Regions from separate parts of the Danio rerio genome. Here region 1 is linked to region 2. Evidence: chromatin contacts called from public Hi-C data. All regions are on one chromosome and are shown on one strand. Each heading gives the region's core, a stretch centred on a gene start, on an enhancer-like site or on the middle of the called end of the contact. The rest is flanking DNA. Distances are from core to core; before and after follow the strand shown.

Region 1 (6,178 bases), core at 2,287-4,786, 37 kb after region 2:
AGTTCACCTTAAAAACTAAAAAAACTGTTAATCTGCTCACCCTCAGATCTTCTGATGTAGGGAACTTTTAGTTTCTTTAGTTTGACATTAAAGAAGTGTTTTGGTCCTTGTGGTGATTCATAAAAAGTCAGTGGTTACTGGTACTTTGAGTAAACAAAACAAAACCCATGGCATTTGATGGCACATTGAGGTCTTGTGACATGAACTGATCAGTTTTTTCCAAGAAAAATATTCCTCAGAGAATCAACAGCCTACAAATGAAACTGAGTACATCCACAACAGAGGCTTCATAAACCCAATGTTTTCAAAACATTAAGTCCCAAGTGAGATTGGGTATATGAAGTTTTCAATTAATTTGGACTACTCATTTTTGAACCATTATTATTAGTTATTTGTGAGATTAGCTTCAGATTTGGCTTCATTGCTGACTAAACTAATGTATAAGCACAAATTTAATATTGTAAAGCTTCCTTCAGACCATATTAATTTAAATGAGAGAATTGTGAGGGGTGTACTCATATATGCTGAGCACTTTATAAATATTAAATATTTATACATTTTATTACTTATTATGATATCATTATAGTCTTTAAATGCCATTTTTTTAATCATAAAGCAACAAAATTTTATCCAAAAAGCTTTTGAAATATTTTATTAAAAGAAAAAGGACTTATATACATATTGTCACCAAAATTTATTATATTTTATCTGATATTTTTGTCAAAATTGACAAAAATCAACAGCCTACAAATGAAACTGAGTACATCCACAACAGAAGCTTCATAAACCCAATGTTTTCAAAACATCAAGTCCCAATTGAGATTGGGTATATGAAGTTTTCAATTAAGATTTGGTTGAAGAATGTAAACTTATAGGCACCTGTATGTTCTATTTTAATAAACAAAACAACACACGTGTCTTCCCTTTCCATTAAACATTCATTGTAAAAACAATCAGGACCATTTAAAAACCTTATGTAATAAAGTATATGATTGGGGTTTTCACTCTAGGTTTTTTATTGGAACTTACAAGAATTCAAGTGTACAAACTATCCACCAAAATAAACATTTGGGGAATCTTGTGATTAAAAATGAGCCTTTGTAAAGTTTTCCATCCTAATGTGAAGTGACTCTTTTCAAATTAGCTTTGTTTAATCAAGTTAGAGTGGCTGACTGTAGTATTGGTAACCTAGCAACCAACAGTAAAGAATGCAAGCATAATAAAACAATTGCTATATCAGAAGTGTTCTCCCCTTATTCTCGATAACATTTCTTTGACAAAAACCAAAACTATTTCTGTGCGGAGTTTGCATGTTCTCCCTGCCTTCACGTGGGTTTCCTCCAGGTGCTCCGGTTTCCCCCACAGTCCAAAGACATGCGGTACAGGTGAATTGGGTAGGCTAAATTTTCCGTAGTGTATGAGTGTGTGTGTGTGAATGTGTGTGTGTGTGGATGTTTCCCAGAGATGTATTGCGGCTGGAAGGGCATCTGCTGCATAAAAGCTTGTTGGATAAGTTGGTGGTTCATTCCGCTGTGGCGACCCCGGATTAATAAAGGGACTAAGCCAACAAGAAAATGAATGAATTTTGCAAATTAAGGGATCAAATCAAAAATGTTCCATTTCCATTGCGAAATGAGCATTAGCATATGGTGATGGAAACCCAGCTATCGTGTGTTGAGAGTTTGTTAACCAATCAACATCTACATACCACACTGGTCTATTAGACCCTACTCTGTAATTGGAGCTAATTTTCTTCCCTTAAATGTCTATAACTAAAACTATTCCCAGTTTCTGCAATGCAAACACACCAAATAGTGCCTGTACTACACCAATAATTCTAAGATCTAAAGAAAGGTACCTCCAGTGTTAAAGCCTGTTTTAAATAATGTTGCATTTTTTGCACTTCATAAGACATTGATATACATATTACACTGTATATAAATATACAGTGCACTGCATAAATGGTTCTCTGTGAATATGGGTAATATACAGTTGAAGTCAGAATTATTAGCCCCCCTTTGATTTTTTTTTTCTTTTTTAAATACTGTATCTCTCAAATTATGTTTACAGAGCAAGGAAATTTTCACAGTATGTCTGATAATATTTTTTCTTCCGGAGAAAGTCTTTTTTTTTTTTTTTTGCTAGAATAAAAGCAGTTTTTAAATTTTTTTTAAAGTCATTTTAAGGTCAAAGTTATTAGCCTCTTTAAGCTATATATTTTTTCAGTTATCTACAGAATAAACCATCATTATACAATAACTTGCCTATAGTTACCCAAACCTCCCTAGTTAACCTAACTAACCTAGTTAAGCCTTTAAATGTCACTTTAAGCTGTGTAGAAGTGTCTTGAAAAATATCTAGTACAATATTACTTACTGTCATCATGGCAAAGATAAAATAAACCAGCTTTTAATTCCTAAACCTTTTATGTTTTGAAATATGTTAAAGAAATCTTCTCTACGTTAAACAGAAATTGTAGAAAAAAATAAACAGGGAGGCTAATAATTCAGGGAGGCTAATAACTGTAACTTCAACTGTATATTGATGCATTCAAACAAAACAGATTTATTAAACAGATATATTTATTAAAATAATATTTTAGTCACAGAACATCTTTAGAAATGGAAGGATAAAACATTTAAATTCATGCCAATTTTTACAGAAAATAATACATATATACAAAAATATCACAATTATTACATTTAAACTAAATTTTGTTTTTTTAACATTTTCCCTAACATATAAATTTGGGCTACTAATTTTGAAACCATTATTATTAGTTATTTGTTAGATTAGCTACAGATTTGGCTTCAATGCTGACTAAACTAATGTATAAGCACAAATAATATTGTAAAGCTTCCTAAACTAATTTAAATGAGAGATTTGTGAGGGGTGTACTCATATATGCTGAGCACTTATATATATATATATATATATATATATATATATATATATATATATATATATATATATATATATATATATATATATATATATATATATATATATATATATTACTTGTCTACCAGGTAGTGTTTAACTGGCATTTTATGAATCATAAAGCAACACAATTTGATTCAATAGGCTTGGATATATATATGGGCTGTCCCTTAAAATATCCTCTTTCTAATGACAGTGGGGTCAAGTGTTGTTTTAGTTGATATCTGCTCACCTGTGGATTCCTTACACATATCTGAAGTGCACATAAGCACCTTCGACTTGCTTATTTCCCTCTGAGACAATAGCAGGAAATCCACCGAGTGTTGAGTTTTTTTGTTCCTAAATTTTGATGTGAAACAATCCCCTCGTTATGCTATGTTTCTGCTCTGTAAGTGTGTGTTGAGATTGCGCCACTAATTACAGAGAGAAGGAAGGGTCTCTTGTTTTCTTTTGAAATTAGGTTTGTTGACTCTCGCTCTGGCATGTTTTTTTTTTCTCTCTGCTTTGTTATTGCCCGCTGTCGTAGCCCCCCACCCCTTCTGCATTCCCTTTCCTCCCTCCACTTCCCATCCCAAAAATCCACTCCGTCAGTAGGACCTATATTTGTGTTGGGTACTTCCTATTTGTTCTGACCTTTGGCTTTGTGAGCCTCGGCAGCTGAACCGTGGAGGGTGGTGTCAAATCCTGACCTCTGCGTGTCTCAGTGCAGACAACACTGCATCCACTTCCCAACATACTCTGGCTTTTCGTCAACTCTTCTGTCAATGGGTTATTGACGTGTCTAAAGTATTGAAAAATACACTATTATTCAAATGTTAATGGTCCTAATTTTGTATTGTTATTTTGTTATATTTTGCAATATGTTTCAATAAATGCTTGGAGTACATGACATTTTAATGTAACTTAACTCTAGATGTAACATGAGCACAAAAGAAAGCGATAGGTTGAATTATTTGAACATTTAGTTTTAATTGACATGCACTATGCACCATTTTGCACAATGAACTAATTTTTGACCATCTCTATGCAGCTAGTTTAGTGAGAGATTTGGTTTGCATTGCCTTTTTATGATCTACGCACTATTACTCCATTCATTCATTCATTCATTTTTCTTCGTGTTAGTCTCTATTTCAGAGGTCTCCACAGCAGAATGAACCACCAACTATTCCAGCAACTTTTTTTTTTGCAGCGGATGCCCTTCAAGCTGCAACCCAGTTTTGGGAAACACCTATACTCATACACACATACTCATACACTAAAGACATGCGCTTTAGATTAATTGAATAAGCTAAATTGGCTGTAGAGTATGTGTGTGAGTATGTGTGTATGGGTGTTTCCCAATGTTAGGTTGCAGCTGGAAGGGTATCCACTGCGTAAAACATATGCTGGATAAGTTGGCGGTTTATTCTGCTGTGGCGACCCCTGATTAATAAAGGGACTAAATAGAAAAGAAAATTAATGAATGAACCATTTTCAAAATAATAAAATCACCAAAAGTGTTTTTGTCTGGTTGCATATGAGCAAACGTGTGCACTCAGGGGTGTGTGTGGGGGGTCAGGAAGATGCAGTTTCCTCCACACGCTAAAGGAAAGAATTGAGGCCTAGGAGTGATGAGCGTGCCAAAATAGGTTCACTTCCCTTCCCATGTCAAGACCTATAAATACGCCAAAAACAGGACGTTAGGAGGGAAGGAACAGTGGGCAAACTTTAATCCTAGATAGACAAACTACCCCCATTTACCTCAATGTATGCTCTTATTTACAAGCATGCACCAATGCACTCAGTGTGAAGTTTCCAATCATACTTTTTTTTTGTTTGTTTGTTTTTTTTTTTTTTTGTCAGAAGCCGAAGGTTTATAGTGAAATGAAAGAAGGCGGTTGGATCAGGGTGTAGCTGATATTTATCAGACTTGTTAGTGGAGGAGCAGGTGGAGTGTCATTCTTAGCAGGACTTGTTTGTTTCTGGTACTGAGTGAAAAAAAATGTACAGCACAGATTTATTGACATCTTTCATTTCAAGAAAATGAAATTGATTTCAAGAAAGTAAAGCTCAGCCGTTGTTAAGATGTTTACAGTTTCCTCATATGTGGGAGTGTTGTAAGAATCCCCGAAGCATAACTGACAGTTTAGATTCATACAGAGCTGTAAAATCCATTCAGAAAGACATCAATTATATTCACAATTACCTTCTAAAGAGCTCACAGATCTCACAGAGATAAACACACTAGGGTTGTTGCGATACCAATAGTTCATGTCACGATACTATACCAACTGAAGTGTCACGAAACCAAGTAGTATTGCAAAACTGTAATTCATAACTCAGATCTATGAAATAATAACAATTGTCTGAAATAGTGTATTTTAAATGTTACAATAGGCCTACTTGAATTGAAATCATAATTCCCTTTTTGTTGAAAAACTATTATTTGCACATCACTTCAGCTAAAATGAATGTTCTTTTTGTTTTGTTTTCTAGATAACTGACCAACAAAAAAATCATTAAAATAAAGATATTATACCAAACAAAATTTGTTACAAAAACAACATTTTCCAATAAAATTAGGCGATATGAAGTGGTCAAAAATTGTTTCAATGTTCCGTGTTGGTCTTTTGGGTTTTTCATTTATTGTTTTTTCCTTTTTCAGTCTCAGGTTAGAATTCAAAGTAAATTTTACTTTGTGATTCGTTTTTTTTTTTTTTTTTAAAGATTGTCGCGGTTGTTGTAGCTACTAAACCATATTGACAGGACAGAAATGAACTGATTTAGATTTAAACAGAAGTGGCAGAAAGTATGGCTACCATAAAAGGCACAAATTCAGTTTTGCAACCTTAGAGGGGTCTATACTAGAATTATTGTTGCTCAAATGTGTGAGCGTTTTAGGGACTTTTCCCACGTGCAACATTATCTATTGTTAATCACGATACTACCATTTACAAACTACATCGGCACCTCCAGTATTTTGGAGCCATAGTATCAAGATACTACCATAGTACCGGTAAACCGTGCAACTCTAAAACACACATGCGCGCACACACACACACACACACACCACACACACACTTGGTAAGACTAAAATTGATAATGCCGTAAAACCCAAATGAGACGTCCTGTTGCTGTTTTTGCAAATTAGAAAGATACATACAACACACATACATAGTGACATTTTTAAAAATATATAGTTTTGATTTGAGTAAATTTTAGTATAATATTTGTTCAAAATAGTTGTGCTGTGTAGCAT
Region 2 (5,940 bases), core at 3,347-5,846:
GAAAGGTTGTTTGACTGCCAAGTGGAATATTTGTGAATACACAGGTTGAACAGGGAAACATATGTGATGTCACAGACCTTGTGATGCAGGTAAAGCACCATGAGAATCTCTGGCATTAATCCTAACAACTTGTAAGTACTAAATTGAGCAATCATGATCGGTAGATTATCACGTACAGTGGTTTTCAGTGTAATAGTTCTGGCATAATAGAGAAAACATCACAAAAAAGCCTGTGGGGTAATTCAAAGGTAGTTGTTTCAAAAGAAAAAAAAAATGTAATAAGATCTTGAAATGCTGTCTCGTTCAGGGTTTCCGATGTAAAACACAGGGTAACTCAAATAACCCAAAGCATTTACTTCATACATTTTCCCTGTCACATTTAAGGCAAGTAACAGGGAAAATCTCTCAAAGATTAACTGTTCATTTATGTTAAGTGTAAAAGTTTCCCTTAGGATGTAAAATGCACAATTAAATTATGTCTAAAAAATTGACTACTGAAGCGGGTACTGAAGGAATATACAGTTGAAGTCAGAATAATTAGCCGCACCCTGAATTATTAGCCTCCCTGTTTATTTTTTTCCCCAATTTCTGTTTAACGGAGAGAAGATTTTTTTTAACACATTTCTAAACATAAGAGTTTTAATAACTCATTTCTAATAACTAATTAATTTCATCTTTGCCATGATGACAGTACATAATATTTTTCTAGATATTTTTCAAGATACCTCTATACAGATTAAAGTCACTTTTAAAGAATTAACTAGTTTAATTAGGCTAACTAGGAAGGTTAGGGTAATTAGGCAAGTTATTGTATAATGATGGTTTGTTCTGTAGACTATCAAAAATTATATATAGCTTTAAGGGGCTTTTGATTTTTACCTTAAATGTTTTCAAAAAAATTAAGAACTGCTTTTATTCTAGCCGAAATTAACAAATAAGGAAAAATATTATCAGACATACTGTGAAAATGTCCTTGCTCTGTTCAACTTCTCTCTGTTGACTTCAACTGTACATGTTAACTAGACTGAGATGCACCTAAAATGGACATTTGCAAGAGTTTGTTCTGTAAATGCATGCAAATCCATATTGTCATATTAACAGTGTATTGTTCATATGCTGTTATCTGCGCTTATCACCTCCTCAAAGCATTCGGTGCTGTTTATCATGGTGCACTAAGATTCATAACTGACTGTAAACCTTTAACTCATCATTGTACATTGTATAACAGAGTAGCTTGGCCTTCTCTGTCGATCAGGAGAGAAATGCATTGGTATTTGATTGTTTACATGGCCATCTTAGGGATGTGTCCTTTATACCTCTGCTGTCTTATATAACAGAAAAATTCAGGGGAATAATTCCTCCCTTCTCAAAATTGTTTCACTGATTTGGGTAAGAAGGCTTTTATGTACGCAGCTCTGTCTGATTGGAAAATTCTTCAGTCTAAATTGAAATGACAAAATCTGCTGTCTTTTTTCAGTCAATCACTCAGGAAATGGAGGGTGATTGGATGATTTGTAATTGTTTGAGGTGTTCTTAAATGTGTAGTTTATGTATGTAGTTCTTAAATGTGTGAACTGTAAAGTACTTCTTAGCTCGGACATTCGTGTGAAAGACATTATTAATCTCAGAGAGCCTTTTTTTGGGGAAATTTAAAGGTTAAATAAAAATATAATATGTAAAATTTTGGGCATTCAAATTATCTCTAAAATCCAGAAGCAAAATTTGACTTGTGAGTACCAACATTAACCTAAATGTTGCCAGCAATATTTGAATTCACAGTGCTGTCTTCTATTGAATGCAACATGTCTGGTGTGCATCAATCCCTGTCAAAATTTGAATGTGGAAATAAGGGGTACATTAGGAGGGGACAAAGATCTCATACCTGTCAAAAATTTAGTCAAACATTGCGCTGCAAAGAGCAAAACTAGTTTGAACATGTCTATAGCACATTTTGCTTCTGGTGGTTCTTTACCTCTACGTCATGCATTTAAAATTCTTTAACACATGGCATGATGTCGAATATCTCTTACTTATATGGGACTATTGAATGCTTGATTTTGATTGGTTGATAAACAATATAAGAGTAGAGTTATTTGCATATAATCACATTAGCACATCAGCTAAAGTAGTTCCTGACTACTTCTATATAACTTCAAGCTGGAAGTTTTCAGATTATCCATAGACAATAATTAAAGCGTAACAAAACAACAACATTTGGATGAGATTTGTAAAACACAACAGCTTGTCCTTTACTGTGATAACTGTAGTATAAGCAGAATGATTAACTCTGAGTTGGGTGTACATCCTTTTTAAATAAACCAATGGCCTGTAACTTAAACACTTTAAAATGATAATTAGATATTTGATTTTTACTATGGCACAGAGCCTTGGGGACAAGAAGAGTCCACTTCTGGAAAGTCCCGCATTGAGACCTCATTACCACACTGACTCATTTCTCTCTTCTGTTATCTTTATATCTTCAATGTCACTCCATGTAAAACTTAACATATATTCATCACAGTTTCGTTCATCTCAATATTGGCACTAATAAACAAGTAATCTGTATATTTCTTTGAAAACCTTGTTGAAATGATCGAATATGCTGGTAACACCCACACAGAGCGTGCTGAAGGTCTGCATTGCTCAGTGACTGTTTGTTCCTGATATTTATCAGAAAGAAAAGCAATGCTCTCAGAATCACATCCTTTGTTTATTTTAATCCCGACGTACTGCGACATGATTTGTCAAATAGTTACTTTTCAGTTCATCAGGCTTCAAAGAGTCAGAATATAATTACTGTTAGGAATGCCCTATAAACGTAAGGAACAAAGGACAGATTTAGATCACTCACTTTATCTGACTCACACAATACTAGGTCTTCTGTAAGACTTTACACAAACATTTAATTGGGTGATTATACCATATTAACAGTTATATATGTGTTACATATTAATCTTGGTTAATGTTAGAAAAAATTATTCATTGTTTGTGTTGAAGGTTCTTGGGATAATGTGTAAGCCTTCCAATAATAACATTCAAATTTAATAGATTAATAGATTAAATTTATAAAAGCTTTCTAAGTATGTTGTAAATGAAATGTACGATTGTAACTAATGGAAATCAATTAAACCTTATAGTAAAGTGTTATATTATATTATATTATATTATATTATATTATATTATATTATATTATATTATATTATATTGTATTGTATTGTATTATATTGCATTGTATTATATTATATTATATTATATTATATTATATTATATTATATTATATTATATTATATTATATAATATTATATTATATTATAAATAGAAAAAAATCTAAATGCATTTTATATCTTAAAATATAAATACTTATATTTAATTGTCTGTTTTAAATTTATTTAAATAATATTAATAAATATTATTATTATTATTATTATTGTTTTTATTATTATCATTAAATAAATCTTTTAAACCTACATATTTATGCAGATAATATGGTTAAAGGACTTTTAACCCTTGTGTTGTCCAAGTATTCTGTATACACCATTCGCTCTTTGGGTCTAAAAAATGACTCGCCTTCACTAAACCTCCAAATAAAACACTTAAATGTAATTTCAATCCTCAAATATTTTTTGTATAGAGAAACAACCTTATCTTCAGCACAAACTCTGTGGATTTCTACATTTTCTCTAATCAGTGGGCATCACTCCTTTTTGACTAAAGTAAAGTAAAGGGCATATTTACTGATGCTAAACTGACTTGCATAACTGTAAAAGGGTTAGCTAGACAGAGTTCATTAAGGCCTGAGCAGCAGATTTTTATCGCATGTTTGGGAGGTGTATGTGTGTTGGAGTGTGCATGTCTGTGCCTGTAGTTTTTGGTGGTGTAAAACGGTTTTATAGCTGTCGGGTCAAAATTGACCTGAAGGATTATGAAAATATGAAGATAGAAAATGATTAATTAACTACTTAATTAGAAAAAGCCACCAAACTGTTTTTGAGCTGTTAAAAATGGTGCACTGGTTATTTTTGACATGAAAGTCAACAGAAGGGTTAAATATAGGTCACCAAATAAAGTCTACTGTTTATTCATCTCTCAGCCAAGCAGAGAAAGTAAATAAATAGTAAAATAGTCATTACGTATAGACACACTTCTGCAGTTAGGCATTTAATACAACCTGTTTTCTTTAAGATCTCTTAATCCACACTTCCTTAAACTGTCAAACCTGCATGATATCATACTGTTCAGCCAGGCAGTGAGTCAGACATGACAACCGACACAGTAAATAATTCACTCTGCATGTGCACGGCTTGGATTTGTGCCATGGAAAGAAGATCCTTAAAAAAACTCTGTGAAACGACTACAAAAGCATTGCTTAACTCGAAATCAATCCTTTAGTCTGGTAGTACAAAGAGTCAGGCATTGTTTGGAATTAAGGGGAAGCCTATGACAGTTTACCTGCTGAAAACTCTTCTGGTCTTTCCATTGAGTGTAATTCCTGTAACCCGCACCTTTTTCTGTTTTCTCCACAAGGCCTGGAAATGAAACTAGTGTGAGTGATTAATAGATGATAAACCTTTCATTACACTTTTTGAGTTCCCACAACAAAGGTCAATATCGTAATATAAGACCATAAATACAGATGCAGGAGAGATAGAAAACATTGCATAGTCACTCCAATATTTTATGATTCAGTGAATGATCAGATGTGCTTAAATGAAATGGTTAAATCTGAGAAAGTGAAAGTGTGCTAGTTGTTAGACGCATTCCTGCTCTGGTTTTTATGGTACTTTGACCCAGGTTTGTTAGAATGCAGAAATTATGGTCAAAGGTCTTTTGTGCAAATTGTTTTGTTTTCTCGGGATATTCCGAGTGTGAACAAACCGTAATAACATCGCAGGAGTTTTAATATGTTACAACTTTTACAATTAGATCTAATCGATAGCGCTAAAGGGGAATTTCAGGTGTAGAAGGTGAACCTGTCGAGTCACAAACAAGAACCTTTGGTTTACATGGGTATTTTGCCAATGTTCTGAATATAAATGTCACTTTATTTTTGAAGAGGTAAAAAAACAAGTCTTAGTGACAAAAAAAGGCATTTCAAATGATAGAAGACAATGTGACCATTCGCTGCAGGAGAAAGCATGTTAATATTTAATTTTTAAAGAGGTAGTTTATATTCACATGATTGGAAATGTACTCACCTTCAGGGCTTCAAGATGTAGTGTTTTTTGTTTTAGTAAAACATTAAAGAAGTAGTTCACACTTTATTTTGGTTCGTTTGTTGAATTTAAATTACATTGCATCTAGATGCCAAATAATTCTCATTAGATTATATTAACAGTCTAAGTAGACTGTTAGGTTGGGGTAGGGTTAGTGTAAGTTGACAAGTACTTGCAATGTTTCTTATAGTCAGTAAATGTCTGTTGAAGGAGCAGAATTAACAGATATTAGGCAGAGAGTCTACTAATACTCAAATGGACCATCAAAATAAAGTGTCACCAAGAAGTTTTTTTTTTTTTACATTTAACTGTGCTTCTTGCTGATTCATATAGCACAAGTCAATGTCACTTTGGCAGCCGATGATACATTAAGTCTTAAGAAGTCATACATTGAGTCTACGCAAGAAACAACAGTTTTCAGTTCAATCCAAAGCTTCAGCTAACAAAACTACATTTTTATGAAAGCACAAGCTTCCTGATGCACAATGACATATGCACGGCACATAGGTTGTAGCATCCAGAAAAACAAGAAGTACATTTTGATTAACAATACAACACACACACACACACACACACACACACACACACACACAAAGACAAACACATTGAGTGTTTTATTGTATAAAAAACAGCAACATATGAACATCTTAAAACTTTATTTGAAATAAAACCTGAATGTCTGGCAAGCCATGCTCAAAGGAAATATATGATTCTGTCAACAATTCTG

What was found. A called contact is a pair of places that touch in the nucleus more often than the background predicts.
Region 1: a contact with region 2 is called in a Hi-C map of embryo, with 1.5 times the contacts expected there. The contact joins two enhancer-like sites. A contact is called at or near these places in 2 of 18 Hi-C or Micro-C datasets (both in embryo).

What each region holds. Positions count from the first base shown.
Region 1 is chr15:22,943,910-22,950,087 of GRCz12tu, forward strand. No RefSeq gene overlaps it. Among named protein-coding and RNA genes, the nearest start is that of dlc, 15 kb to the right of the region's middle. Within about 2 kb of position 3,537, at least 16 of the 62 cell types and tissues checked have an H3K27ac peak or open chromatin away from gene starts, as enhancers often do.
Region 2 is chr15:22,906,030-22,911,969 of GRCz12tu, forward strand. No RefSeq gene overlaps it. Among named protein-coding and RNA genes, the nearest start is that of chp2, 6.1 kb to the left of the region's middle. Within about 2 kb of position 4,597, at least 8 of the 62 cell types and tissues checked have an H3K27ac peak or open chromatin away from gene starts, as enhancers often do.